Linked DNA regions of Mus musculus: regions 1, 2, 4 and 5 are each linked to region 3. Evidence: chromatin contacts called from public Hi-C and promoter capture Hi-C data. All regions are on one chromosome and are shown on one strand. Each heading gives the region's core, a stretch centred on a gene start, on an enhancer-like site or on the middle of the called end of the contact. The rest is flanking DNA. Distances are from core to core; before and after follow the strand shown.

Region 1 (5,972 bases), core at 3,381-5,880, 670 kb before region 3:
TTAATTTTATGTTGTTGGGTTTTGTTTTGTTTTGTTTTGTTTTGTTTTGTTTTGTTTTGTTTTGTTTTGTTTTTAACAGAGTTACTTTACATAGCTTTGAATGTCCTGGAAATTACTCTGTAGACCAGACTGGCCTCAAACTCACAGTGATCCTCCTCCATTCACCTCGCAAGTTCTCCACCAAGCTTCTCTTTCTTTTAAACACTTTTCAGCTATGTATCCTAAACTTAGCCTAGTTTTCAAAATATTTTCTCCTCAGCCTGTAGAGTGCTAGGATTATACGAATGACTCTCCATGGCTGGCCTGACATTGGATTTAGCAGTAGAAAGGTTTTGGTTGCCAGAGTTCAACAATTGTAGCTGAATATATGTGTTGTGATGCTATGATGGGTGACCAGAATGATTATGGGAAAAAAATTAGTCTTCTCCCTCTCTTTCCTCTGCCTCTATCTCTTTCTGGAATGTATGTTGATACTTGTGTCTAATGTCTTCCAGGTTGACCTATAAATTGTTATATATTCCAGGATGAGATTATTTTACAACCCCCCCCATCTTCCATCTGTCAATTACTGATATTATAGCCATGCATCATCACACCTGTTATATGTAGTTCTAGGAACTGATCCCAGTGTTTCCAGCATGCTAGACAAGCACTCTACCAAATGAGCTACATTCTCAACCCCTGAAACACAGTTTGTCTGCATATGCTTAAAACAGTAAATATGATTTCTCTCATACCATCTGTTCTCTTGGCACAAGCTGGTTGTCTATAATTTAATGAATCTCTGGAAATACTAACTGGAACAAGTTATATTCCACAAAGGTAAGAGTTCAGACCCAGAAGAGCCCTCATCTGGGATGTCCATTGTATATCCAGACCTCCTTAGCTGACCAACTACCTATAAGTCAACTGTGGCTTTTGGTGACCCTTTAGGGCAGGTCACAGAATTTATGTTAGCAGCAATGCAGACTTCATTAGCTAGGAAATAATTTTCCTTACACTTTCAGGACTTGGTGGCTTCATTTTTTTCATACACAGATCTTTTGTTCTCTTAACATAAAAGTCTACATTTTGTGAAAAAGGGATTAAAGCTGAGTTTGAAGCTCATTAGGTCCAGAGCTTCCTTAGAATTGTATCAAGCTCTTAAAGTAGCATACACTGAGTAAACAGCTGTAATCCTAGCACTAGAGAAGCTAAGCCAAGGGGACAGCAAATTATCTGCTAGCATGCAGTACAGCAAGAGAACTTGTCCTCATGAGAAACAAAATGCAACACAACACAACACACTACCAACCACCTAACCAAAACCATTTATTTGTTTGTGGACATCTTTGACTACATAGAGAGTTTGAAGTCAGCTTGAAATTCATGCATGACACCTTATTTCATAATAAATAAATAAATCAGTATGTTGAAATACTAGCTTGTACCAATGACACTGAAATGCTAGGCTCAATGTCCTTCTGAGTTCTCAAATATTATTATTCAGCTTCAAAACTAATATTGAAATGCTTTGTCATATAATATTTTGTAATATTTCATTGATTTGAATTACCAAAATTCCAAGTATATCTAAACAGTATTTCACTAGATAAAGAGATGCAGTTATACTACCTATAGCAATGTAAACAGATACAAGTAGATAGTAGTTTTTAGTAGGAGTGTTCTAATCTTCAATATCACATAAGGAACAGATCAACTGAGTTTATTTGGATGGTATCCATATTTCAGAATTGGGTGCCTTGAACTGAGATAAATGGTCACCAAACTGAATTGTAAGACAAGGATTGAGGAGAATTAGAACACATCTTTGATTTCAGCACTGAGGAAGAAAACTGAGGCGGGATCCTTGCCAACTTTGAAGGGATGGGTAGCTTTCCTTACATGAATGTAGATATATTTTAATGTTTAAATTATATTTATTTGTTTGCTAGCTTGTATGGGGAGGGTCATGTCCATGTCATGCTCCCCACGTGGGACCAGATAACAACTTGTAGGAGTTGGCTATCTCTTTCCATGATGTGTATATTAGGGTTCAAACAAAGTCAGAATCCCCAGCCATCAGGAATGTGAGGATTAAGATTCAGTCTGAGGACACCAAGCTCATCATCCTTTAACTACACATTTTCAGTTTTCTGATTCTATTGGGTTCCGCAGGCCCTTAGCGCCCTAATTATCCTAGTCATTCACCCCTATACATCCATGCTAAGTTCACTTCTGGTAGATTTTTCCCATGTCAATAACTAAGATCTGTCTTAATCATTTTACCTAGAATCTGACCTCACTTTTGATACTCTCCAATCAATTCTATAGGGCTATAGTTTTCCAAACACAAATCTAACCCTAGCATCATACAGACTTTAAGTTTAAATAGCTTCTCATGATAGGGTGCTTGCCTGCATGCCTTCCATCTGTCAAGATAGTGAGTACAGACATCTTGACACCACCATCACAGTTCAGGTTTCACTTATGGCCACTTTTGGTTAAGGACACCAGAGTGTCCAGTTCATGATGTAAATTATCTACTTTTCTTAGAATCTCAATTTTTATTTATATTTATAGGTATTTTTACTACATGTATGTGGTGGACCACATGCATGCAACGCCCTGAAGAAGCTACAAGAGAGTCTCTGGTCCTCTGAGATGGCAATTACAGATTGCATTGAGCTACAATGTGGTTTCAAGCCATTGATATTTGATCCCCTGAAAGAACAGCCAGTGTTCTAAACCCAATGATCTTATCTCTCCTGCCCTTTATTTAGTTATCTAATATTGTATTTTTATTCCCAGGAGCCACTTTGTAGTCAAAGTTAGGAGAAAAGGTTTCATTGTAGGCTGGTTTGAAGTCTTACTTCTACCTGGACTGGACAGCAGTCAAAAGCACTAGTTGTTTTTTTCCCAAAGGATTAAGATTCAATTCCCAGAACATACATGGTGGCTATCAAATGCTTATACTTCCAGGGAATCCAACAAGCCTCTTCTAATCTCGAAGGACACTTCACAGATGTTGAGGACAGGTATAAACGTAGGAAAGCAGCCATATATGTACAATGATGTCTTAAAAAACACTTCCTTCTACCGCTTTCTGTTCCGAGATGTCAAAGGAACAGATCTAGATGCACAGCAGTGATGGAGAGAGGAGCAATGTAAACTTCACCTGCTAGGCAAGATATGTCCCTGAGTGGCTTACCTGAATAACCCTCAGGAAGTGGTGGCCTGCACTGAATTTTAAAAGTCCAGAATACGGAGGTTGTAAGACAGCATGATAATGATGCTTGGTGGTGAAATCCACCACCAAGAGTAAGGTCTGTCAGATGGAAGGCATGCAGGCAAGGGCCTTGTGGCCTGTACCATGCACACACACACACACACACACACACACACACACACACACCAGAGTAGGGGGTTTTTCATGTGTGGTTGTCATTTACCCAGAACCTGTGTGGTCATCCCAGTAGCATAAGCAAGTGTCATAGGTACAGAACAGCAATGTTGTGGACACATACATGACATCTAGCACCTTAGTCCCAATGGGAGTCACTGCCCAGATGTGTGATGACCAGCCTTCTAGGTCCCAGATCCTTATAGGTAAGAAGAGCACACAGTAAATAATTCCAGTCTCCAGTCTGGATTCTGTGTAAGCACAGCCTGAGCAGGCCTGAGGCAAAGTCTGTACAGAAAGACAGACCTTGACACATCCTGCAAAGGGTGTTACTGGACAGGTCCTCTTTTCATGATTCTTACTCCTTTCATCACAAATGTCTTTGCTTTCTGTCTTCCTTGATTTTCTTTTCTTTGCCAACTCAGAGTAGAGTTAGTTGCTTAATGTAAAAGAAATGCCTTGGAGATAATGTACAAATAATCTGCCTGAGCAGTACATCTTAACAAACTCGGTTAACATGAGCCATTGTGTTATGCAAGACATGCTAATCTCAAACTGTCTATATCTATCATCTGACCCTGGTCACCTCCTGTTTGGGAAGCCTAATTGTTTGCATTTGGTGCCATAAATCAAGTTTCTTGCATTTTATTTGTTTGCTTGTTTTGGTTTTTCCTGACTGTTCTGAAACTCACTCTGTAGACCAGACGTAAATGTTTTTATATCCAGCTTTCACCTCCCAAATGCTGACATGATAGGCCAGTGTCACCACAAAAGGCTGGGAAAGTTAATCTTTTGGCTACTAATGTGCAGTGGAGAGAAATGTGAGCAACATTACTGTAATTGCTAATGCCTGAATGGTGCGTATCAATTAGGTAGTTTAAGTTCGACTTGGACGGGCTGGGCGCCCATATAGCTGTGAAGCAGTGGGTTCACCCCCTGTACATTGTTTAATGGTCATTGCAAGCTAGAGACCCTCTCCTGTGCCTACTCGAAGGAAGAGTGTCTACTGAGTGTAGGAAAAATGTGGGGACAACTTTGCAGTTCAGGCTCAAGTTCTACTGCAGTGCCAAACTCCTCAGGTCTGGGGCAGTTCTGTGCCTGAGGTGGAAGCCAGGGCTGGAAACATCAGTGCAATCTGTCACTGTGGGAGCTGTTCCTGTCACTCAAGCCTCACTAGCCAATCAGGGACTCCAGATGGACCGAGCAGTTAGAATGGGGAGAGCACTTCCGGTCCGCCATACTGCAGTCTTGGCTGAGGCTCTGTGGAAGTCGGCTGTGATTCCGTGTGCTTTGATGTGATCTGTTGCCGGGAGCTGGGAGGAGAGTTGTGCGAGTTTGCAGCCTGCGCCATGGTGAGCTGGATCGCTGTCCAAATGCGGGGCGGATCCGCGGGGCCCCTGTGGTGTTTGTCCAGGGGCTGCGGGGAATCAGCGTCAGGTGTTTCTCTGTTTGTTCACTTGAGTTCCCTGCACCTCCCTGAATGACCTCCTTGAGTTCCACCCCCTGCTCCGACTATGGGGAGCTCGGAGCCCTTGTGGGAAAACATCCCTGATGCTGACGTCACCATGCAGTGAGCGCCTCACTTGCTTTTACCGTCTCCAGGAAAGGCAGATTTTCTGACAGGCAGAGCTCTAGTTTCTCTGTGCCCTCTAAAGTTCTGCACCAGGCACGTGACATTCGGGTGTAGCATCCATCGCAGTTAACTGTGCGCAGTGTAAGGTCTGTGTCATTAACACATTCGCATGTGGATGCCACGGTGGTCCAGTCACGTGTGTTAGTAAGGCCAGACTCACTGTGTTCCCCTGCCTAAGTTGTCAAAATTGACACAATTTTAATGGTGTGGGTTTTTTCCTTCTCATATTTTGTCGATCTTTCTATTCTTCCCCAGGAAGTTGTTTTTTATTAGATTGTTTGCTTGGTTTGGTTGGTTGCTTGTGTATGGGGGTTTTGTTTGTGTTTTGTTTTGTTTTGTTTTGAAGCAGGATTTCTCTGTGTAGACTAGGCTGGCCTGGAACTCACAGAAGTACAAATGTGCCTCTCCTTCCCAAGGGCTGGGATTAAAGGTGTGGGCCACCACTGCTTAGCTACAATATAGCCCTTATTGCAGTTGTATTTGACAATTGAAGTCAGAGAATGTCACTGTGTGTACTGTATATATTCAATCTTTTGTTAACCAATTTTCATTCATGAGTACTGAATACTGTTTCTCATCTGCTTTCTGTTGTTGATAGCTTAAATTGTTAGACTTTTCATTGGGTCTATGGATCCATAGCTTAAAATCCATATGATAGTGATATAAGAGCCAAGATGGCAGGAAACCACATAATTACTTTCTAGTCAAGGTTTAGCTCAGCTCCCTGCTAAGGCAAGTCCATCCCAGTATACCCCTGAGCCTTTTTCATGAGGAGCTTTTAAGCACAAAAAACCATGTTGACAACATGAGTAAGGTAGTACATGTAGAGACTATCCCATAACTTTGGACTTTGATGGACTAGGCCTTTGTGTTTTTTTGTTGGCAGATGGTACTGTCTCTGTGTTGAAGTTACAGCTTGAATGGTACTGTCATCATAGAGTCAGGGCCCTTGTTACA
Region 2 (5,411 bases), core at 2,481-4,980, 980 kb after region 3:
TGTGTTCAGAGCAAGCCCATTTGGGCTATATGAGACTCTTGTCTCAAAAGAGGTTGGGAATGGGGTAGGGGAGAAAGGAATGAGAATGTAGTCTGCAGAATGTGGTGATGGCCACCCCTCACTTCAGTAATCCAGTGGCGGACTTCAAGAGTTCAATACTACCCTAGGCCACCTGAGATGGTGTCCTCTCCCGCTGGAAAAACAACTTGACTCAACCTCACACGGTAGCTCATGTCTGTCAGTCTAACACTATGGTGGTTGGGGTAGGAGGATTGTGGCGTGAGAGGGCCTAGGCTGAACTGTTATGCCCTGAGTCTGTGGGAAACCCAGATGAGCCCAAAATTTGTGAAGTCTGCTGCAATTTGCAAAAGTCTTTTTTATTATCGTTTTGAGTCTAGACTCAGATTGCAAGCCTCCACTGGCATGTGATAATGAGCCCAGAAAGCATTGAGTTTATTTATTTATTTATATTTTATTATTTATTTGTTTATTTTGGTTTTTCGAGACAGGGTTTCCCTGTATAGTTTTGGCTGTCCTGGAACTCACTTTCTAGACCAGGTTGGCCTCGAACTAAACAATCTGCCTGCCTCTGCCTCCTGAGTGCTGGGATTAAAGGTGTGTGCCACCACGCCTGGCTTTATTTATTTATTTTTATTAGATATTTTCTTTATTTACATTTCAAATGCTATCCCCAATGTCCCCCTATAGCTCCCCTGCCCTGCTCCCTAACCCACCCACTCCTGCTTCCTGGCCCTGTTATTCCCCTGTACTTGGTCTTTGCAAGACCAAGGGCCTCTCCTCCCATTGATAGCTGGCTAGGCTATCCTCTGCTACATATGCAGCTAGAGACACGAGCTCTGGGGGGTACTGGTTAGTTCATATTTTTGTTCCTCCTATAGGGTTGCAGACCCCTTTAGCTCTTTGGGTACTTTCTCTAGCTCCCTCATTAGGGGCCCTGTGTTCCATGCAATAGATGACTGTAACCATCCACTTAAACATTGAGTTTATATACAGTGCAGTATGCTTGAATTCCTTGAATGCTTAGGGTGAGGAGGCAGGGATAGGCAGCAGGTAGTAACTCAACCAGGATACCTTTTGGTGGGAAGGGACTTAAGCTGGGAGGGGGATTAAGGAGTGTCTTTTGTGGGGTTATCAGGAACTAATTTTTTTAAAAATTTTTTTTAGATTTATTTATTTATTATATGTAAGTACACTGTAGCTGTCTTCAGACACTCCAGAAGAGGGAGTCAGATCTCGCTACGGATGGTTGTGAGCCACCATGTGGTTGCTGGGATTTGAACTCTGGACCTTCGGAAGAGCAGTCGGGTACTCTTACCCACTGAGCACCCGGAACTAATTTTTTTATGTCCAGCCATAACTGTCTGTGACCTCCGATTAACTTTTCTATATGATTTAAACCTGGACCCTTAATCTTGAATTTGTTACTTTTTTGTTTTGTTTCTTTTTTCTTTCCTTTCTTTCCTGTTTTGATTTTCGAGACAAAGTTTCTCTGTGCAGTCCTGGCTGTCTTGAAACTCACTCTGTAGACCAGGCTGGCCTCGAATTTAGAAATCTGCCTGCCTCTACCTCCCAAGTGCTGGGATGAAAGGTGTATGTGCCACTGGGCTGAGTTTGTTAAGGTCCCAAGGACAGGTATCTGAATAGTTCACTCATTTATCAGAGGGAGAGCTAGTTTTTGTGACGCAGAGGCAGGGAGGCTGTCTCAAGTTAGCATATGGCTCCTCGGGGTGTTTTCATTAAGGGGGGGGGGGGTTTATGAGCAGTGCCATTCTAATGCCAGGCTGGGTTTCCTCAGAGCGGCCAGGGAGGGAATGCAGCACAGAAACCAGCTGCCTACACAGCTGGCTCGGAAGGGCGGGAAGATGGGAGCTTTTGCAGCGCGGGTGGGGGGGGTGGGGGACGGGGGACGGGGACGCAGAGGCAAACCGTCTGTACACAACAGTGCAGTCTTCTTTGGTGAGGCTTCCAAGAAGCAGGACAATTAACTGTACAGAGTTAGCATCAGTAATTTGAAGGCTACAACAGAACTACACAATGAGTTCCAGACTGGCCTGATCTATATAGCATGAGGTCCTGTCTTAAAAAACTAGACGGGGAGCCGGGCGGTGGTGGCACACGCCTTTAATCCCAGCACTTGGGAGGCAGAGGCAGGCAGATTTCTGAGTTCGAGGCCAGCCTGGTCTACAGAGTGAGTTCCAGGACAGCCAGGGCTATACAGAGAAACCCTGTCTTGAACCCCCCCCCCCAAAAAAAAACCCCAAAAATACAAAAAAACAAAAAACCTAGTCGGGGATGCTGGAGGAATGGCTCAATGGTTGAGAGCATGTACAGTAGGTGGGTGCAATTCAAGGTGCATGCCTTTAATCCCAGCATTTGGTAGAGGTAGGCAGATCTCTGAGTTCAAGTCCCTGGACTAGAATGAGTTCCAGGACAACCAAGGATACAAAGAGAAAGACTACAAGAAACAAAGAACATTTACTGCTTTTGTGAAGAACCTGGGTTTGGTTCCCAGAACCCATGTAGTGGCTCACCAGCAACCCAACTGCCCATAACTCTAGTTCTTGGGAATTTGACACCCCCTCCCTGGGTACATTTGTTGTGCACACACATGAGTGCAAAGCACACATACATATAAAATAAACAGATAAAGAACACCCTCTGCCCCCTACACTCAACTCAAAACGAGGGCCAGTGAGATGGCTCAGTGGGTAAAAGACTCTTGCCAGAAAACCTGAGTTTAATCTCAGGGACTCACTCGGTAGAACAGAGAGGATTCCCACAAACTGTTTTCTGACCTCCACAGGCGCTCCATGGCGCAGTAATGTAAATACACAGACAAATAAAATTGGGTTGTAGGGTGCTGGTGAGATGATTCAGCGGGTAAGAGCATCGACTGCTCTTCCGAAGGTTCTGAGTTCAAATCCCAGCAACCATATTGTGGCTCACAACCATCCACAACGAGATCTGACGCCCTCTTCTGGAGTATCTGAACACAGTTACAGTGTACTTACATATAATAAATAAATAAACATAAAATAAAAAAAATTGGGTTGTAAAGGTGTTTTGCCTATGTGTCTGTCGGGTATCTGAAGAAGCCTGAAATGGGAGTAGATTCTCCTGGAAATGGAGTTACAGGTGGTTGAGAACCACCTTGTGGGTCCTGGGATGTGTAGTGTTCTTAAAGGGTGAACACCTCTCCAGCTCCTGTCTTGAGATCCTGAGAGAAACTCATTTTATTGCCTCTTCCAGGAATTCACGGAGGGGATGAGCAGATGGGGTGGAGGGGGAAGGCAAGGATAATTTAACCAATCAACTGGGAATGCAAATCCCATCCTCTGAACGCAGCCCTACTCCGGTCAAAGTCACACCCTATCCAGGTCCTGCCCCCAGACCATTCGGTTCCGCCTTTATTCCAGGCCCCGCCCCCAGACCGCTCTTCACCGGGCACCTTGTCGCCAGCCAAGCTTCTTCAGACCATTCACCTTCACTTCTATTGAGGCCCCGCCCCCATATAAAGCCCCGCCCGCATAACCAAGTCCCGCCTTCCATCTTGAGCCCCGCCCAGAAATCCGACTCCTCCTTCTCATGGCCCCACCTCCAGCACATGTACCGCCCTCACAACAACCTACCCAATCCGCTTCGCGGTCGCTTTGCTCCGCCCCCATAAACAGCCAGAGGCCTCCTCGCTTGCGCATTCGCCTCGCATCACTTCCGGGGGCGGTGTTAGGTCAAGCTCACTTCCGCCCGCGGCGGAGCTGCGGTGGTGGCGGTGCAGGAGGCTGGGTCGGGGTCCCCGGGGGACAGACAGACGGACGCACGGGCGGGCGGCCGGGAGCCATGGAGTGCGGCCCCCGGGCCGGCGGGCGCGGGCGGCGGTGAGTGCAGGCGGGCGGGCGCGCGCGGGCTGCGGCGGTTTATGGTGTGGGGCCGAATCGAGCGGGGGCCCTGCGTCCGAGACCTCCCTGCGCTCTCCGGGGATGGCTGTGAGACCAGCGCACCCACCGTGTCCCTGGCATCCCCATGTCCCAGTGCAGCGATCCTGGAGCAGTCGCTTAACCTCCTCAGGACACGGCTGTGTCCCCAAGAAACGCCCGGGCCAGCCGCAGACCCAGGCCACTGTCCCACACCCTCTCTGTCTACATCTGTCTGCTGACATTCACCGGCCACCTTTGCCACTCACCTGGCGTCTTCCTGCCAGCGGGGGCCCACTGCAGGCTTCCTTTCTGCAGCCCAGGACTCCTTTATGGTTCCTCATCACCCCCACGATGAAGCCCTCTTGCTGAAGCACCCTCTTGCTGAGGGTGCAGCTTGAGCAGACCCTGCTCCCCTGGGAGCCCTTGCAGTTTTTCGAATCCTCTCCTGCTGCCCGGGTTTACCTCTGCGGTCCTCTGTCACTGAGCTATTTCCTTTTTTTCACGTGTGTGCGCCCACGCAGAGGACAGCTTCCTGAAGTCAGTCCTCTCCTACCATGCTGGTCCCCTGATCCAAATCGGATTTTCAAACTTGGTAGCAAGTGCCTTTACCTGCTGAGCCACCTCCCTCAACCCTACATTCTTTGAACTCTTCAGCTCCTAGAGGGTTGCCTCCCTACTATGACTGGCCCGGTGAGGCATGCCAGAGCAGACAGTCATATGTAGGTCATCCTAGAGCCCTTACAGTAGCTTGGTTGCTTGTAACACCAGGGCCTGGTTTTATGTCTGTGATCACAATGCTTGGGCTTTGTGGCAGTGAGTGAATAATCCCGGCTTACAGTACCCAGTGGCCCCATCTGTGACATGAGGTCCCACATGCTGTCTGTCCTCTCCATATAACACTGGCAGGTCCCAGAGGCTTATGTCTTTAATGTCTTTCTTCCACAGCTTTATTTTCTCTGGCTGCCCTGCACATGGTTGTTGAGTGGAAGTGGGTCTTCCAGGTCCTGCCCCATGCAGGATGGAGAACTAGTTAACTGTAGAAGTATCTGGAATCATGACTGAGAGTTCCTCCCCATATGGCAGACTCAGGATACTGGCATACGTAGGGACAGCCACAGGCAGGAAACTGAGGCCTCCCCTTGCTTGACTTGTCTAGAAAACATACTGCAGGTTGAGACCCCAGAAATTACACACCTGATAAGATGTGTGGCTAGGCATGAGGTCTGTGACTAGGAGGAGGAAGGACAACTCTAGAAGGGAGGTCACTCAATAGGTGTGTGCTGCAGAAAGTGTCAAAGTAGCGAGGGCCAAGCCTTTGACACGGAATGATAGCGGCGGCTGAGATGGACCTTCGTAAGGTTAGAGTGCAGTTGGGGAAAGGTTCAGGTGGTGGTTGATGGAACCAGCAGGCTTAAAGATGATGGGAGTGACCCGGAGGGGAGTGTGAGGGACAGCACTCCCTTTCCTGGCCTTGGT
Region 3 (6,166 bases), core at 987-3,486:
CACTGGAAGGGACAGTCACTTCCACCATCCAGCCCCCAGCTGGACTGAGCATTCGTGGAGCTGCCTGGCTAGGGAGTCCTGCAAGTCTGTGACACCTCCCCACCGCCCTATGAAGCCCTCAGAGATGCAAACATAGATGGACCGATGATGCCCAAGGCAGCACTGTGGTCATTCCCCGAGGCCCTAGAAACCTGTGTGAAAGAGTGTGTGTTTGTCTGGCATGACCCAGCTCTCTGCAGGTCTTTGGGGGGCTGTTCTGTGGTTGCCTCTGGTCGCCTACAAGGCCTGTGTCCTCCACCAGGCAAGGACCAGTAAGGACCAGCTCTCTGCTGCCCACATCAGCACCAAGTCCCACAGAAACCAGGGGAAGCAAATGGCAGGTGAGGCTCACTCAGCATCTACCTGCACAGAAAGGAGCCTAGGGTAGGGCTCCAGCATGGAATCATGAGTGTTCGGGGGCAAAACCTATAAATCCACTCATCAACAGATCTCTGAACCCTCAGGACCCCCTAGAGCCACTGGCCACTTTGGGGACTCAGGGTTAATTACAGACCTCAAAGTCAATCTCCACATAGAGTGTATCTCAGAACCCTAACACCATAGGCTGGAGTCTCAGAAGCCCATGGGATCAACCATGCAACTCCAAATGCTATCTCAGAAGCTCAAGCCCTCAGAACCTTCAGGGCTATCTCAGAACCTCCAGTCCTTGGAACTGTCAGTTATCTCAGAACTTTCAGGGCTATCTCAGATCCTTGAACCCTCAGAACCTTCAGGGCTATCTCAAATCTCAGATCCACTCAGAACCTTTGGGATGACCACCTGAAATGTGGATGAACTTAGTTAGACCCTCCCCGCAGACACCCGTACCCCACATGGTCACCTGTTTATGCATCTCAATGTTGAGTCCGTAGGACATCTCGTAGTACTGCAAAGGAGACAGTCTTGGCCAGTGTGGATAGCTGGTGCCACCCTGGGGACACTGATGGGGTGCAGCCTCGAGGGGGTGGTACGAGTATCAGGGCAAGACACAAACACCCTGAGCCCCATGGAGACCCAGACAGGGAACCCACAAGATGGATCACGGATGGGCTCAGAGAGATAGGACAATCAGGTAGTCCCCCAAATTGGAGGGGGGGGGAGACCCACAGAACAGTGCCTGGTATCCCAGCCTGCCCTTTTTAGGGAGAACACGGAAGTGGGCAGAATGGGCAGGTACTCCTTACCATCACATAATGCCTTTGCATTTCTGTCTTCTCGCTGGCCAGCTTCTCACATTCTAGCTTGAGGCTGGGCAGGAAGAATAGACAAAAATGGGGGTTGACTTGCCACACCCCACATGGGTCAGTTTCCACAGTGACAGGCAGAAGCTGCTGGCTCCCCATTCCTTTAGAAACTGTTCCCAGTCCTCTCGAGCCCAGATCTACTCCTGGGACCAAAACATTCTCAGGGAAGGCTTTCCCTGAATCCATTCATCTCACACTCTTCTGGGCACCACCTCCACCAGAAAGCCCTCCAGTAGGCCCAATGAGCCCCGCCCCTTGCCCTAGAAACCACGCCCCTCCAAGAGTCCCCGCTCACCCCCATGGGGCTTCCCAGGGCCCAGAACTAGGGCTCCCTCACCTGTGGTACTGAGCTTGAAGAAACTGGAATTCCTCTTTGATCCGGTCACAGATTTCCAGTACTGAGAACTTGAAAGGCTGGCCAGACTGCAGCGGGGTCTGAGGGGGAGAGTGGGAAAGGACACTAGGGTGAGTTCCAGGGCAACAGCAGGCAGGAGTCCCCTCCCTGGTCCCCACCTCCTGCAGCCAGAGATGGGAGTCTCCGTACTCACCGGGTGCCTTCCCTGAGGGTACATCCTGCTGATGGATGGGTGAGAGAATGGACCCCCCCAGCTTCTTGGAGGCTTGAGGATGTGGCAAAGGGACGCTGAGGTGCAGAGGTGGCGCTGGGGAGAGAATTGGGTGCGGGGAGGAGCAGGCAGTAGAATTTGGGGTGCTAAGCTAGAGCTGGGGTGCAAGGAGACTGAGCCTGGAAAAGCTAGGAGAGAAGCCGGAGCTGGGGGAGGGATTTTTACGCAAAGAAAGAGCAGCCAGGGAGAGCCTGTCGGGGCAGGGGACCAGGACCCCGCGCTGCGCCCCCCCTCCAGCCAGCGCGTCCGGGGTTGTACAACCCAGGGGCAGCTGCAGTCAGCGCCGCAGGTCTGTGGCCGCCGCCCGGGGTCGGCGCTGGTGGCCTCAGTGGCTGCGGAGCCGCCTCCCTCCGCGGGGCTCGGCTGGGAGCCGCGGGCGGGACCCGCCTTAAGGTGGCACCGCCGCCCCCGCCTGCTCTGCTTCTTCGGTTCCAAGACCCGCTGGGGAAACTGAGGCTTGGGTTCGATCCTAGTGTTCCCGCCCCACCCCCACTCAAAAAAAAAAAAAAAACCGGGGGGAGAGAAATTAGGCAAAAAAAAAAAAAAAATCTCTGTGCGCGCGCCTCTGGAGCCGTGGGGGCTGCAAGTGGCTTCTCTGGGACAGCGACACTATGCCCTTATGAAGGATAAACATCCCCAAGATCGAAAGAGAGAGAGATACACACCTGTCCCAGGAAGAGCAGACCCAGGCTATGCTTGTCAACCAATGCTGCCCCACTCTGGAGAGATCCAGGACAGAGCCCAGGGCAGCTTGGTCAGGCTCAGAGCCCACTACAGACTTGCATGCTAGTGCCACCACCAGCCAACTGGGTGGCCTCCTCTATCCAGATTGGGCTCCTAAAGGACCAGACTCTTTAAACTTAGTGCATAGAACTCTTGTGTATCTTGAACCGGAACACTAGAAAATCTTCTGCAGGGGCTTCACCACTGACCCCGCCCCCAGACCTTCACTGGGAGATTCTAGGCAGCAGCTCTACCTCTGACCACACCCCCAGCCCTTCACCGAGGGATTCTAGGCAGAAGTCACCCATGACCACGCCCCCAGCCCCTCACTAGGGATTAGAGACTCCACTCTTGACCACGCCCCCAGCCCCCTTTTACTTTTGGAGGCAAGGCCTTGCTAAGTTGCCCCTGCAAAGCTTGAGCTTGGAATTCTCAGTCCCTGTAGTAGCTGGGACAACAGGCCTCTGTGTGCCATCAGGCCACCTCCTACATCCCATCAAGTTTAAGGGTGTCCCCCAGAGCTGAGAAGCCACCTGTCACCATGGAAACCCCCTTCCCCCCAGGAATCATCCTTTGTTTCCAACTCTGGCAGGACTAGACCTCAGAAGAGGAAGGAGGGGACCCACACCTTCAATCCCAGCACTTGAAATGCAGAGGCAGGCAGATCTCTCTGAGTTTCAGGACAGCTTGGTCTACTGTGGTGGTTTGACCATGCTTGGCCCAGGGAGTAGCACTATTTGGAGGTGTGGCCTTGTTGGAGTAGGTGTAGTCTTGTTGGAGGAAGTATGCCACTCTGGGAGTGGGCTTTGAAGCTCTGCCAAGTGCCTTAGTCAGACTTCTTCTAGGGGCCTTCAGAAGAAGACACAGAACTCTCTGCTCCTCCTGTACCATGCCTGCCTGGAGGCCTTCATGCACCTGTCTCGATGATTATGGACTGACCCTCTGACTCTGTAAGCCAGCCCCAATTGCCTTGGTCATGGTGTCTGTTTACAGCAGTAAAATCTTAACTAAGATATCTACAGAGCAAGTTTCAGGACAACCAGGTTCTACACAGAGAAACCTTGTCTCAGGGAGAGGGAGGGAAAAAAAAAAACCAAGGAAAGAAACCTGAGCTCTGGTCCATCATTAAATCAATCAATAAATGTATGCCTGGTGCTACTGTGAACTACTATGCACTGGGAAACAGTGGGCAACAATCATAGGGGAAAGACCTCACATCCACATTAACGTTTGGATCTCTGTGGGCAGCTAAGTCAGCTACAGAGGACAGGGGCCTTTATGAGACTTGCACGGGGCCAGCGCTCTACAGCAGGAGGATACTAGCTGAAAACCTAGGACTTCCAGGATAAAAGGACAGAATGGAGCTCTCTCTGATCAAACTCTGGGAGATGAGCCACAGAGCAGCCAAGATCACAGCTGGCTGGTCAGGAGCTGTATGAAAAGCAACAATTTAGACAAGCGATGACAGAGGAACAAACATGAGCCACTGCGATCATATGTGTGGGAGAGCGCTCAGTAAGGTTAACATTGTAGATGGAACTTTACAAAGTCCGTGGGCCCAGAAAGTGACAGTCTTTCTGACCTAGACAGTTAGCCCTCTGAGAATGAGTGTTCTGTAACTCCTTGGAGCATCTGCCAGAATCCCCGAGAGGGGACTGGGGGCGTGGTCAAGGGTGGATCCCAGCCTAGAATCCTCCAGCGAGGAGGCTGGGGCGTGATTAGTAGTGGAGCCCCCCTTCACCCCATTCCCCACCCTAGCATCCTCCAGTAAGTGGCTGGAGCCATGGCCAGGGGTGGAGCACTCTCAGTATCTGGACCGCCATACTCTCCAGCATCCTAGGCGTTGCCCAGCCTTAAGGCTGTCGCAGGCGCTGTACAAGGTGTAGGTCCTTCTACATGGACCATTCTTTCAGGTTCTGGCCACTCATCCTCTCCCCTGCAGAGGCCTGTGCTGGTGCCTTGAAGCGCCTCCCAGCACCTGCTACTAGAAACACGGCATCTTACTCCTCAGCCCTAGTTTCTGCTTTACTGTTTACTCATTTTTCCCTTGCAGACCGAGGAACACACCTGGCTCCTGGGAAGTCTGAGAAAACAGTGTCCCACAAGCTGTCCCCAGGCCCCAGCGGTTCCTGATTCCCGGCTTTTGGTGTCTGAGAACTTCTGATCCCCAGAGGCCCCCGGGACTCCAGAATCTCCACTCCCTGAGCTATCGCCTTTGCCAACCCTCACCATCTCCCCAAATCAAGCTTGTTTGCTATTGGTTGCGTTTCCCAATCTAACCCAGGCTGGTCTCATCTGGGGAGTCAGGGTCGCAGGTGTGTGTCACCGTGCTTACACTGCCAAGATTTGCTCAGACCAGCCCCACCCCCATGTCCCACGCAGCACCCTTCCTGCTAGTGACCCTCAACCTCGGTTCTCTAAGCCTATACACTCTCCGCTGGTTTTCTATTACCCGGAGGACACATTCCCTCTTAGCACTATTTGTGCTGGCCACACCCTCTACCCTCCCCTATTCAGGTACCCTGTCATGATTGAATGACCTAATTTGAGTTCTCTTTTCCTGGAATCTCTTCTCCCCCCTAAAGCTATCTCCATCTTATTCTAAGATCAGCCCAAGGCCACCCGCTGCAGCCTCCCCAAAGAAGGGCAACTGTGAAGGAACCCAAGGCCAAAGGGAGCCTCCTAGAGGGTGGGAGCTCCTGGAAGGGGGCCACTGCCCCTCTGTTGTGCGGCCTGGGAAGCCACAGCCTCTGAGCTTCCGTGGAAGCAGAGGATATGATCAGGGGTTTCCTTTTAGAATGCCTGAACCCCATCCCTGGACAGACACCACACCCGAAGTGGGGAGCACCCTCAGCATTTCCCACCTTCCTGGGCCACTTTTTCCCATTCAGCCTGGTCATGGATCCTACACTTTGCAAAGTGGGGCTCAGCGCCTCAAAGTGCGCCCCTGCCTCAGTGTGCACACAGGCTCCGTAGTTCTGCGCGGTGCAAATAAAAAACAGAAAAGGGAAAAATCTACTACTCAGAGCCGGGACTGCTCGGACCACCTTAAATCAGACTAGCCGCCCCGCTGCCGAGGGACCCGTCTATCTCCTCCTTGGTTGGTCGGGTATGCCAGCCAATCAGCTCCCGAAGATCCCACATGGGTCTCTGACGTCACCAAAAGCACTGGCCAATGAAGGCTGGGTACCCTGTAGCCAATAACAGAGAACGGTGGTCTGGGATAGTCCAATAGGAAAGCTCCCGATGGGGCTGGGGCGTGCAGCTCCTCCTCCCCGACACCCCCCACCCCTCGTGAGTGGGGCCCCGCGTGGTGGTCCCTGAGGATCTTGGACCCCCTTTTAAAAGTAAAAGCCCCTTGAAGCTGACCGTGGTAGCGGATTCCTGGTATTCCAGCACTTGAGAAGCTGAGGCAGGAGGACCGTTGTCATGTCGAGCTTAACGTGGACTACTGTCTCAAAACATTTTATATTAAAAAAAATAAAAGTAAGTCCTTCAACTCGGTGGCTACCTTGCCAAGGCTCAGCAGCCAAA
Region 4 (5,810 bases), core at 402-2,901, 590 kb before region 3:
ACTGGGTCTGGTTTGGATCCTGAAACCTCAAAGCCTACCTCCAGTGACAATTTTCTTCCAACAAGACCGTCCCTACTCCGAGGAGGCCACCCTTCCTAATCCCACTCAATCAGAGAGTCACTCTCTGATGACCAATTATTCAATCATAAGGGCGCATGAGGGCCACTCTCACTCAAACCACCAAAGTAACACCTTTTAAATTTCATTTTTTTGTGTATAGATCACTACTCTGGTTTCTATTTGCTTCTATTTTTGAAGGATTCCCAGTAATTAAGAATTTGACTTGATGTTTCTCAAATAGTTGTTAATTTATTTGAGAGAAATACATCATGTATCCCAGGCTTGCCTGGCCCTATGTCAACTGAGAATTGAATTTAAAACCCAAATCTGCCTCTACCACAGTAGTGCTGGGAATACAGGTATGCAGGTCCGAAAAGAAAAGAGAGGCAAGGGGATTCATGGCTTAATAGAGCCCAGCCTTTTATTGGGTGTTGCAAATGTAGAGGGAACTATGCCCTGATCATGACTTCTGCATTTGCAAACAGAGGGGAGGTGCCCAGAAGGATGTTAAAAGGTTTCCAATTTTTGTCTACACTTGAAGTTACCAGTGAACAGTTAGCTAATAAACTTCAGGTGATTGATAAATGATCTGATTAGTGTTCAATTGGGATGCACAGACCACAGCAACCAAAAATATAGTTAAAAAGTGAATTTCCTTTTAGCAACCAAATTATGTAGTTACACTAGTTCAAGGAGAACAGAAGAGCTGGGCAAATTTTTGTGGCCCTGCCTAACTGGTTGGTTTTTTGGGTTTTTTTGTTTTTGTTTTTGTTTTTTGATATTTGTTTTCTGGATGAGAATGGGATAAAAAGTATGAGTTAATCCTCTGTTTGCCTCCAATATAAATTGTTATTCTCTTGAGAACATGGAACCATAAAGCCTGATACCATGTTTTAAAATTTATTTTTGAGATTATAATTACTTCATTTGGTCTTTCGCTTTCATCTCTCCTGACCCTCTATATAACCTCTTTGCTTTCAAATCCATGGCCTCCCTTTGCTTTGTTTCTCCTACTTGAATTTGACCTAAGGTTATCTACAGGACTTTCCAGTTCTGAGGTAAAGAGATAGCTGTACTACAACACTGAGTGTGTAATGACTGTGCATACTAGAGACCTTATACCTAGGAGGAGAAACATAAAGTGCTCTGGGAGACTGAAAGCATTTCTACTTAAATGCAAATTTCCAGTATAGTGACCCTGTGTGCTTGTTGGGTGGAGGACAGACCTGGGAAAAAGTTTGTGTGGTATAAGTCCTTTGATCTCTGATCATAGTGTAGGGGAGTTGTTATTCCAGGGAGGCCTATATAGGTGAGTGGCCCTTGCCAAAGAGGGTCTCTGGAGCAAGTTTTGCCGCGGGAGAACCAGTGAGTAACAGCATGGTGCTTCTTTCCAGGGTTCTCACCCAGATCCAACACGTGAGTCTGTGTCCACTGTGCTGCTATGTATCAAAGCATCTGAGCATATTGCTTTCCCAGGAATACATAGTGACGAGGAGGTGGATCAGGCAGATTGCAGCTCATGTGCAGTAGCCAACGTGGCAAGAAGCAGGTGGTGGCTGTATCTTTTCTTCTTTGGCTGCTGTCTGACTTCAACCTTATTTATCTGGGTAGTCTACTGCTGCACAGGAAATGAAAGAGGAAGAAGAAAGAGGCACTGCCCTAAGGAGAAAAGAGCTCCTGTTCTGTGTCATTAAATCCTTTCCACAAAGAACGGGTTCACTACATAGGAAAATTTAAAAGATTTGAATTCCTTGATCCAAAAACAAGTTTAACAGTATTTAATAAAAAGACTAATATTTGATTTTTAAAAAAGAAAACAAATTTCTTTGTCTTTTTTTTTTTAACGTTTTCTTCAAAGATATTAAGATGTTGCTATTATGTCCTATTTTGGAATAAGAAACTGCAATGGGGAGGGCACACCTGTCTGTTTAGTATTAGTTGATTCCATAATCCTGAGACATGCCTCAAGTACAAAAAATAATACTTATAGCATCTATTTCATTAGTACGGTTAGGGTGCCTGGGAGGTACAAGGACCTCAGGGGGAACAAACGGAATCACACCAGATGCTGAGTCTTGCCTCTGGTTCCCACATCCCAGGATGAACCCTACACAGGGTCCTCTAGCTCCTTCCCACGTGGGGATGGCAGCCCTGCTCCCCATGGCTCAGATTCCCAGCTTACCTGGCTCTCCTCACAGGTTCCAGCAGTGGGTCACAGGGCAGCACACAAGCCCCTTCTTCAAACACAGACAAGCCTGCAGCATAGCGAACTAGAAGTACCCTCCCCATTCTGACAAGTGAGTCCATCTTGAGACCCTGATTAGTATTAGCTGAATCCATAATCCTGACACAAATCTCTAGTACAAAAAAGTATTATTCCATCTACTTCATTGGTATAGTTCAAAGTAAGTCCCCTGATTCATAGGGATGGTTCCTTTGCCAAGATATTGATTTGTCCCCATTAGAATGTTAGACCTATACCCAGGCCAGAAATTCTGTTCTCTTGTTCATGGAGCTTTTTCTATTGACAAGATTTCATTACTACCTTACCCCTTCATAAAGTCCCTAAAAGCACTTAGCTCAGAGATCACAGCTCTGAAGACACTTTTGGCATCTTTGAACTCCGGTAAGGATGAACTTGTTAATAGTTCTAGTGACATTCCAGCCCTTAATTGGTAAGAAACATGTTCCTTTCCTTTGAGGTCTTTTTTTTTTCCTAAGCTGCCTAGCCAAAGAACAGGAAGTCTCCTGTTTTCAAACCCAGCCCCTCTGAAGAGGCAACCTTACCAGGATTGAGGCAACAGCGTATCTTGCTTCCTCCAGCTGTATTTGGGGAAGGTATTGAGGCAACCAACCAAAGATCATCTTTAAAAATTCCAAATGACAGGTCTACAGAGGAAAGCCAGTCCTTGACTGGTGTTGTGAAAGAATTAAAATGTCCAAAGTCCATCAGTCTTTCTTCATAGGCTCACAAAGGCCCCTTCCATTAGACTCCTCATTTTCCTTCAACCTCAAAGGTTATTCTCCAGAAATGATTCCACAATCAACCTTCATGGCTGGTCTCCCTTGGCTGTAGGTAGGCACTAGAGTGAGCCAAACTCTGACATCTTACATCTGGACAACATATTTTTATCAAAATAAAAATATTAATAAGATATATCTGTCTCATTAACATCTCCCATAAACTTACACTTATTGTCTGTGGACTAGGATTCCTTTGGTTGTTATCAGTTCTTGTAGTGCTTGGTTAAGCTTTCCTGGTGAATGCTAAAGATCGTGCAAGTGCCAAAAGGTAATTTTTCTTCTGTGTCACAGACCACCCAAGTTGGGTATGAGGGTCCCTGGAATGTGGGTCCTTGAAGCTAGGTAAGGATTCAGCAGTGACAAACAGAAACAAACGCAGGGGCAGTCTGAGTCTGAGTGGATTTTGAAGCTCTCAAATAGGGGATTTTATACGTTAAAAAAACCAAACATTATATCTCTTAGAAACTATATCCAGTGAAACAATCACAAATATCAGCAAAAATCATTTGGCACAGTAAAGCACAAAAAATCTCTCTTAGAAACTGTATCCAGTGAAACAATCACAAACAGAACAGGTAACATCATCGTTAATGTAAATCATCAAAATATAACAATTCTAAAAGAATATAATCAGTGTGGGCAATCGTTCAAGGCTAGTGGCATATTTCCAAGAGCAGGTTAATAAATCTTTATGGTGCTATTAACCACTGAACTAACTTTCCAGCCCCATATGGTCAATTATTATTTAACATCTAATACCTGATTTTTTAATAAATCTTCAACACATAAATTTAAACTATTTTAATTCTAATTAAGGCTTTCTTTACCATACCAAAAGCCACCTCCAATAACACACATGTAGCCATATGAAATTTTATTGTTGGGAAAGTTTTTATCTATCATAATAGTTTTGTAAATGATTTTAAAAGTAAACCATTGGTTTCCCCAGGCATAAGGTCATGTTAGTGACCCTATCTCAAAAGATGGTTTCTTAATCCATTATTCTCACTTAAGGTCTTGGCCTAGGCTACCAGGAACATGTAAATAAGAAAAGGAATAAGAGGAACCAAAACAGATAGGTTGCCATGAGAACTACAGCTCAATATTTTTTCTTCAGCGAAGAGTTCCACAACAGGTTCCAGGAGGCCTCCCTCCCCCTTCTGAGGTAAACCACCTCAGTCTGTGGAACTTGTCACACAGATCCCACTGAAGGTGGTGTGGCACTTCTGTAGTGTTCAACAGATCCTCAGGTGTCAAGTGGACTTAACAGGACCCTTAGGCTCCTCTAGCCTTTTTCTACCAGTTGTCCATCTATGTGAGGGTAAGACAAAGGCCTTGTTTGACTAATTATGGCTTCCTGTGAAGCCTGCGTTGAGCCTCTTTATTGTACACTGACAATGTTTTTAATTCATCGAGTAGGGTCACCATGGCTCCATGAACAATGAGTGACGTTCCACAGGTACAGAACACTGATTAACCTGGTCAATGGCCTACAAACTGATGAGAGCTCATTGACTGGAGAGGACAAAGGAGAAAATATTCTGTGAATCCCTCTGACCGCATTAGAATAGCCTCCAAGTATGATTACTTAATGTCCAAAATATCACTTTTCAACTAGTCTGGCACTTTTAACTACTTATAATATTTCAATATCCAGACATTCTACACTTGATCTTAGCCAAAGAACTGAGAAGCAATATATCCAGACACTCTAAATAAACTTGGTTTGAGATTCATTTTAGCCAATATGTGAGATTGTTGATCTCTGCCCTTGCCAACTTTAATATACTACATCATGTGAAGCCCTCATCCTTTATGTTCCTTAAATGACTGCTTCAGACCGTCATAACTTGCAAAAGCTTTCTAGTCTTATTTACTCTGGAGATACCCAGCCATCTTTATGTATCCTTTCATTACTGAGGCCCTTTACATATTTAAACCCTTCTAGCATTTCCTGTTACTGTTTTTTTTTTTCTTACTGTCATGAGGCAAAGGAACATAGACAAATAAATTTATTAGATGATCCATTTTATTGATGTGTGGATGGATACTCTCCTCGTTTTCACTAGGGAGCAAGAAGATAAGAGCATCCTCAGTTTTTCCACCCTTCAAGATGTGACTCTGGAATACCTGTGAACTCACTAAATTCTTATATTTCTCTCTATCTCTCTGTTTCTGTTTCTCTCTCTGATTTTAGTCTGTCTGTGCCTGAATGCCATATAGCCAAACTTCTTTAATATAAATATTAAAACACATATGCCAGAGAGAGCAGTAGAGTTGATGGCTGTGAATTAGGGAGGGTGTTGGCTCCCTTGAGGGATAAACTTCCAATATTCCCTTTGGATAGTTCCTTGATTTTGAGCAGTGGTAGGGAATACCTTGAATCCCAGCACTTGTGAGGCAGAGGCAAGCAGATCTCTGTGAGTTCAAGGCCCTCCTGGTCTACAGAGTGCCATCCAAGGCTACACCAAGAAATCCTGTCTTGAAAAAAGAGAAACAAGGAGCTGGTGAGATGGCTCAGCTGGTAAGAGCACTGACTGTTCTTCCAAAGGTCCTGAGTTCAAATCCCAGCAACCACGTGGTGACTTACAACTACCCATAATGAGATCTGACGCCCTCCTTCTGGTGCATCTAAAGACAGCTACAATGTACTTATGTAAAATAATAAATAAATCTTTGGGCCAGAACAAGCAAGGTTGACCAGAGTGAGCAGAGGTTCTAAAAAT
Region 5 (6,001 bases), core at 2,128-4,627, 550 kb before region 3:
CCTCTATGGACTCTGCATCAGCTCCTGCTTCCAGGTTTCTGCCCTGCTTGAGTTCCTGTCCTATCTTCAATGACAATCAGTGTTGCTGAAGTGTCAGCCAAATAAACCCTTTCTTCCCCAGCTTGCTCTTTGGTCATGGTGTTTTATCACAGCAGCCGAAAAACTAAGACACCTACATGACACATTGCTCTATAAATAAATAAATGAATAACTACTTGAAGAAAGTTGGATTAAATTATTACTAATTGAGAAATATTGGAGAATAGAAGCAAGTAGAGATTAGAGTAGTGATGTATGTAAAACAACTGAAAACTTAAAAGTAATACTATGGTGGTTTAAATGAGAATGGCACCCATATGTCCGTATGTTTGTTCATCAGGGAAAGGCACTGCTTGGGTAAATTTAGAAGGTGTGGCTTTGTTGGAGGAAGTGTGGTCTTAAAGGAAGTGGGTCATTGAGGGGTATGATTTGAGTTTCAAGGGCTTAAGCCAGGCCCATTGGCTTTCTGTCTTCATGCTGCTGTCAGTGCTTCTATTGCTGAGAAGAGACACCATGACCAAGGCAACTCTCATAAAAGAAAACATTTCATTGGGGCTGGCTACAGTTTCAGAGGTTTAGTCCATAATCACTATGGCAGGAAGCACAGCATCGTCCAGGCACACAAATTGCTGGAGAAGCTAAGAGTTCTTGGTCTTGATCCACAGGGAGCAGAAGAGGAAGCCTGTGTCACACTGGCCAGCCTAGTGCATATAGGAGACCTCGAAGCCCACCTCCACAGTGACAGACTTTTTCAACAAGGCCACGCCTACTCCAACAAGACTACACCTCCTGATAGTCAAGCATTCAAACGCACGAGTCTCTAGAGGCAATGCCTACACCACTCTATGCCAGATGCTGATACTTAGCTTTTAAAAGAGATAAAATAACTACAGATCACGTTAAAACAGATCAAGTTCATTCCTGGTAAAGTGAATGCCATTAATAAGAGAGTTTACGACCTTCCCTGTGTAAAATGTTATTTGCTGAGTGCTATATGCTGCTACACAAGCCACAGACAAATGCCCTGTGACTCAAACCTCTCACCACACTGAAGAGAGCCAACTAGCTTTGCACTTACCCATCTGAGAGAGTTGGAAAAGTGGAAATTTCATTGGACCAAGGTAACCTCCCCAAATTAAACATCCACCAATTTGTTTGCCTTCATTCCTATCATATGAATTAATGCATAAAAGTCACCTGAAACATCAGAACATTCTTTATAATGGAGACCAGCTTAAAACCCAGCTACTATCTGTTTCTGTTTCCTCCTGCAGTTTACACAGTAAACTATTCCTTCTATTCTGGTTTCAAGAAAGAGAAACACAAATCTTTGTCTTGTTACTGATCTGGCCAGCCCACTACATGGTTCAAATGGGTGTTTTCAGAACTGTGTGGTGTTAGAAACCTTTAATCCAAGAAATGAGGAGGTTGACTCAGAAAGGCAGCAAGGCCTTAGAAGACAACCTGAGTCAACACAAGAGAGCTTGTTGTAAAGGATGTTTACAAAAAGCCTGAAGGTGAAGCTGTTCTGGAATTAATGGGCCTTCCCAATGAGAAATCACACCACACACATCGAGATTAGTGAATAAAAAATCTCTTTATAATGCCAAGTCTCAAGCTCCAGTGAACAGATTTTGCAAACTTCTATAACTACACACTGCAGACTTATACATCCCACATATGCTGTCAACCTCTAGTCGTTCAAATAAGAATGGTGCCCACTAGCCAGGCGTGGTGGCCCATGTCTTTAATCCCAGCACTCGGGAGGCAGAGGCAGTCGAATTTCTGAATTCGAGGCCAGCCTAGTCTACAGAGTTCCAGGACAGCCAGGCTACACAGAGAAACCCTGTCTCAAAAAAACAAAAAAACAAAAAACAAAAGAAAGAAAAGAATGGTGCCCACAGGCTCATGGGTTTCAATGCTTGGTCATTAGAACGAGGTGTTACTTGACAAGGCGAGGACTTTTTTTGCTTTGGAGTTTGCGTGGCCTTCTTGGAAGAAGTGTGTGTCACTGGGGCTGGGCTTTGGAGTTTCAAATGCTTGGGCTAGGCTCACAGTCTCTCCTCCTTCCTGCTGATCTGGATTTAGAACTCTCAGCTACTTCTCCAGCACCATGTCTGACAATGTCCCACCATACTCCCCACCATGACCAAACCTCTAAAACTATAAGCAAGCCCTAATTAAATGGTTTCCGTCAATAAGAGATGCTGTGGTCATGGCATCCCTTCACAGAAACAGAACTTTGACTAAGGCACTGCTCCGATCTAATGGCTTCCTAGGACTGCTTTCTTATGCATCCCAAGACCACCTGCCCACGGCAGCACCAAACACAGTGGGATGGGAACTATTGCATCAATCATTAATCAGAAGAATACCTATCCATTGCTTGTTCCAAGCTCACCAAATTTGACCAGTATACCTACTGAGTCTTCTCCTAACACCCAAAGACAGATTCTAAAGCAAACCTAAATTCTCTTAACCCTCAGATTTCATCTTGTGCATAGGCATACACACATGTAAATTTCTGAAAATCTGTCAAGTTTAAGACTGGCGAGATGGCTCAGCACTTAAAACCACTTATAAAAAAGCCGATGACAAAAGGTCATCATGAATGAAAACATGAGCACACAAGACTGAATAAACAGCACAGTGACACCGTCTGACTTCTAAATTACCCTACACCTGCAATAAAGACTGTGCTGTTTGAGACAAACAGAACATGAGAGAACAAGCACACTTAGGGCAAAAACACAATTAATATTCGGTCGATTTTGACAACTTATGCAGGGAAACACAGTGAGTCTGGCCTTACTAACACACGTGATTGGTCCACCGTGGCATCTACATGCGAATGTGTTAATGACACAGACTTTACACTGCGCAGAGTTAACTGAGATGGATGCTACACCCGAATGTCAAGTGCCAGGTTCAGAACTTCTGGAAGACTAGGGAAACTAGAGGTCTGCCAGCCAGCCACTGCCTCCCTTGACAATGACAGCGCGCATGCGCGAGCTCTGCAGCCAGCCCAGAATGGTTTATAAGCCCAGCTCCCGCTTCCCATGCGGTGCGCAGGCGCAGCCAGGAGACCTAAGTCAATGAGAGGTCCCGCTTCCACCTGCGGGACCACAACTCGGGAACAAACGGAATGACACCGACGCCGCGTCTCGCCGCCAGTTCCCGCACCCCGAGTCAACCCCACACGGGCTCCCGCGGATCTGCTCCTCCCCGCGTGGGGACGGCGGCCCCGCTCACCATGGCGCGGATTCGGACCTCGCCCCACTCTCCTCACAGCTGCGGGAAGCAGGGTCACTGCGCCCAACATGGATGGAGGAGTCTTCCTCTGCCACACACCGGAAGTGCCCGCCTCCATTCCGATTGGTGTTCCGCCTCGAGGCCCTGATTAGCTGGTGAGGCCTGAGTGACAGGAGCAGATCCCTTAGCGACTGAGGCTGTGAAGGGACGCAGCACAGTCATTCTCAGCCCTATCCTCCACCCCAGGCACAGAACAGATTGGCCTTACACCTGGACTGCAAAGTCGTCCCTGCACCTAGTGGGAACTTCTCCTTCATATAGGTCTCTAGCATATGCAGATCATTAAACAAGGTGTAGTGGATTGATCCCCCTGCCTCACAACTGAAAGAAAGCCCATTTCCATTCAGGTCAGATTTAAACTACCGGATGGATATTTACCAGGTATCAGCAATTTCAACAAGGCACACCATGGATTGCAAACACCTCTCTCAACTGCACGTCGTTGAACAAACATAACAGTGCCCCAGCCTTCTGCGGTGGCACTGCCTTATCATGCAACCTTGTGATGTAGAGGCAGGGCATCAGTAGTTTAAAACAGCCTGGTCTATGGCACAATACACCACCAATTCTGGTCCAGGGAGGTATCAGTATAAGATGATGATGGCTCATGCCAAACAAGTTTATTAAGAAGTGCATGTATGATACACTGTTTGCAGAGGGAGAATCAGTCAGCAGAAACCAATTCAGCAATGCTGACAAGAAAAATACAGGATGCCTCAGATTGAGCACAGGTGGCCTTGGAGCTTATAACCACGGCCCCTCAGGCCAAAGAGCCAGGTTCCCTTGACTCCTTCAAGACCTCCTGAAGCACCAAAACAGACCTTGCCAAGTTGACCTTTGGCAAGAACATAAAACTAGCACCTCTAAGAAAGTCTTGGATGGCAGGAGACGGGTGTTAAATCATTCTTAAAGTTGTTTTCTATGTGGGCATATTAGAAGTAAGTTCAGGGTGGCCAAGGAAGAGACCAGCATTGCCATTTTAGTGTCTGGAAAAAGAAAACGTTACTCTTCATCTAGAAGCTATGTTCCTGCCCTAAGCAGAGGCTTTGTTGGTTTTTATTCTAAAGAGGTGGTGGCTGTATCATTTCCCCTTTGGCTTGAGTCTCACCTCAGTCTTATTCATTTGGATAGTCTAGAAAGAATTGCTGCAACGGATATGGAGAAGTAAGAGAAAAGACGTGCTGCTCCAGAGACAAGTGGATCTTTGAGGAAACTAAGGTTTTACCGGGATAGGGAAATTAAAAATATTTGAATTTCTTAATCCAAAAACAAGATTAATAGTACTTGATGGAAAATACTCATATTTGATTTGTTAAACATATATCCTTTTGTCTCTTCTATAAATGCTGTTCCTTTTAAACTCATTTAAGATGTCATCACTATGTTCTGTGTTGAATCAAGAAAGTACAATGAGGAGGGGTACCTGTTTAGTGTTAGTTGATTCAATAATCCTTAGCCAGACTTCAAGTACAAAACAAATAATTATTGCATTTATTTCATTATTATGGTTTAGGGTGAGACCTTTGCATCATAGGTATGGGTCCTTGGCCAATTCTCATTGGAATGTTAGGCCAGAGATTCTGTTCTCTTGGTCATGGGGATTTCCATTTAAATATGTTATCACTTTTAACTTCCCTCCTTCCCACAGCTCCTAGAATCACTTAGCTGAAAGATCAGAGTTCTCAAAACACTTTTGAGATCGTTGGACTCTAGAAAGGATAAAACGTTCCAGGCAGTCAGCTTTCTCTCTCATTTCTTTAATTTTGGAAGCTGCTTGCTTACACTTTGTACATACTCAGGTAATTATTCCTTCTTGGATGTCTATTGGGGTTGAAGACTAGACAAAGTCTCCCATATACGTTTAAAGTGTTTAGGATTTAGGAAAATGTATTAAGCTCTATACAATTATGGTAAAGAATGATTTAAACACAGAATTTAAACTCACCAAAATAGAATAGATTATAGAATACTTTATCCAAAGATTCCAAACAGAAAGAGCCTTTTATTAGCTAGAAGGGGAAAATGAAGACATAATGTTTTGTGCCCTGTGGGAAGATTATCTCTGTATTATTCAAATGCTGATATCTCTGGCCCCATATCTGGTTTCAAGCCTTATTCAAAGTATCTCCAGCCTCATTGTTGCATAAGTACTGCTCACTATTTATTCCCTGACTTCTGAATAAAATCTTACCAGTCAATTACTGAACAGGGGAGAGAATCTCTGCAGCATTAGACTCCTTTCCCACTGAGGGAAGACAAGGCAGCCCAGATAGGAGAATGAATTCTACAAATAGGCAACAGCTTCAGGGACAGAACCTGCTCCAGTTGTTAGGGTGCCACAGGAAGACTGACCTGATGTGTGGGTTTATTTCTGGTCTCTGGTTCAATTCCATTGACCAACCTGTCTGTTTCTATACCAATATCATAAAGTTTTTAACACTATAGCTCTGTAGTATGCTTATAACCAGGGATGGTGACTCCTCCAGAAGTCATTTTATTGTTTAAGATTGTTTTAGCTATCCAGGTTTTTTTTTTTCCATATGAAGTTGAGAATTTCTCTCTCAAGGTCTGTAAAGAATTGTGTTGGAATTTTGATGCATTGAATGTTAGATTGCTTTTGGTAAGATGGCCATTTTCACTATGTTAAAGC

Evidence for each region. Promoter capture Hi-C pulls out the DNA fragments that hold promoters and counts their contacts. Hi-C and Micro-C count contacts between places; a contact is called where the count stands out from the background.
Region 1: a Hi-C map of B cells shows a contact between it and region 3, with 13 read pairs. The contact joins the promoter of Zfp938 here to the promoter of Tle2 in region 3. A contact is called at or near these places in 2 of 484 Hi-C or Micro-C datasets (B cells and olfactory sensory neurons).
Region 2: a promoter capture Hi-C map of pre-B cells shows a contact between it and region 3, with 4 times the contacts expected there. The contact joins the promoter of Abhd17a here to the promoter of Tle2 in region 3. A contact is called at or near these places in 1 of 39 promoter capture datasets (pre-B cells) and 1 of 115 datasets of contacts at active chromatin or transcription factors (pancreatic cancer cells).
Region 4: a contact with region 3 is called in a promoter capture Hi-C map of the C10 cell line, with 5 times the contacts expected there. The contact joins the enhancer-like site here to the promoter of Tle2 in region 3. A contact is called at or near these places in 13 of 39 promoter capture datasets (the 3T3-L1 cell line, 3T3-L1-derived adipocytes, the C10 cell line and 8 more), 3 of 15 datasets of contacts at CTCF or cohesin (the NIH/3T3 cell line, large pre-B cells and pro-B cells), 7 of 484 Hi-C or Micro-C datasets (B cells, the G1E-ER4 cell line, epidermal suprabasal cells and 3 more), 19 of 115 datasets of contacts at active chromatin or transcription factors (the NIH/3T3 cell line, T-cell acute lymphoblastic leukemia, Th17 cells and 10 more) and 3 of 9 other capture datasets (adipose tissue, embryonic stem cells and liver).
Region 5: a contact with region 3 is called in a promoter capture Hi-C map of neural stem cells. The contact joins the promoter of AU041133 here to the promoter of Tle2 in region 3. A contact is called at or near these places in 1 of 39 promoter capture datasets (neural stem cells), 1 of 15 datasets of contacts at CTCF or cohesin (the NIH/3T3 cell line) and 2 of 115 datasets of contacts at active chromatin or transcription factors (both in embryonic stem cells).

What each region holds. Positions count from the first base shown.
Region 1 is chr10:82,239,933-82,245,904 of GRCm38.p6, reverse strand. It overlaps Zfp938 (zinc finger protein 938), which reads left to right and starts at 4,630. Exons shown (of 4, transcript NM_001105557.2): 1 at 4,630-4,734. The coding sequence starts at 4,732.
Region 2 is chr10:80,588,660-80,594,070 of GRCm38.p6, reverse strand. Abhd17a (abhydrolase domain containing 17A) reads left to right here and starts at 3,730. Exons shown (of 5, transcript NM_145421.2): 1 at 3,730-3,896.
Region 3 is chr10:81,571,357-81,577,522 of GRCm38.p6, reverse strand. Tle2 (transducin-like enhancer of split 2) reads right to left here and starts at 2,236. Exons shown (of 21, transcript NM_019725.2): 1 at 1,832-2,236; 2 at 1,621-1,718; 3 at 1,224-1,287; 4 at 881-994. The coding sequence starts at 1,855. Gm31936 (a long non-coding RNA gene) reads right to left here. Exons shown (of 4, transcript XR_380626.4): 3 at 6,002-6,083; 4 at 5,670-5,823.
Region 4 is chr10:82,163,847-82,169,656 of GRCm38.p6, reverse strand. No RefSeq gene overlaps it. Among named protein-coding and RNA genes, the nearest start is that of Gm40720, 11 kb to the left of the region's middle. Within about 2 kb of position 1,651, at least 15 of the 459 cell types and tissues checked have an H3K27ac peak or open chromatin away from gene starts, as enhancers often do. A contact at or near this core is called in B cells and pro-B cells, where this site is marked.
Region 5 is chr10:82,125,389-82,131,389 of GRCm38.p6, reverse strand. AU041133 (expressed sequence AU041133) reads right to left here and starts at 3,377. Exons shown (of 4, transcript NM_001163064.1): 1 at 3,292-3,377. The coding sequence starts at 3,294.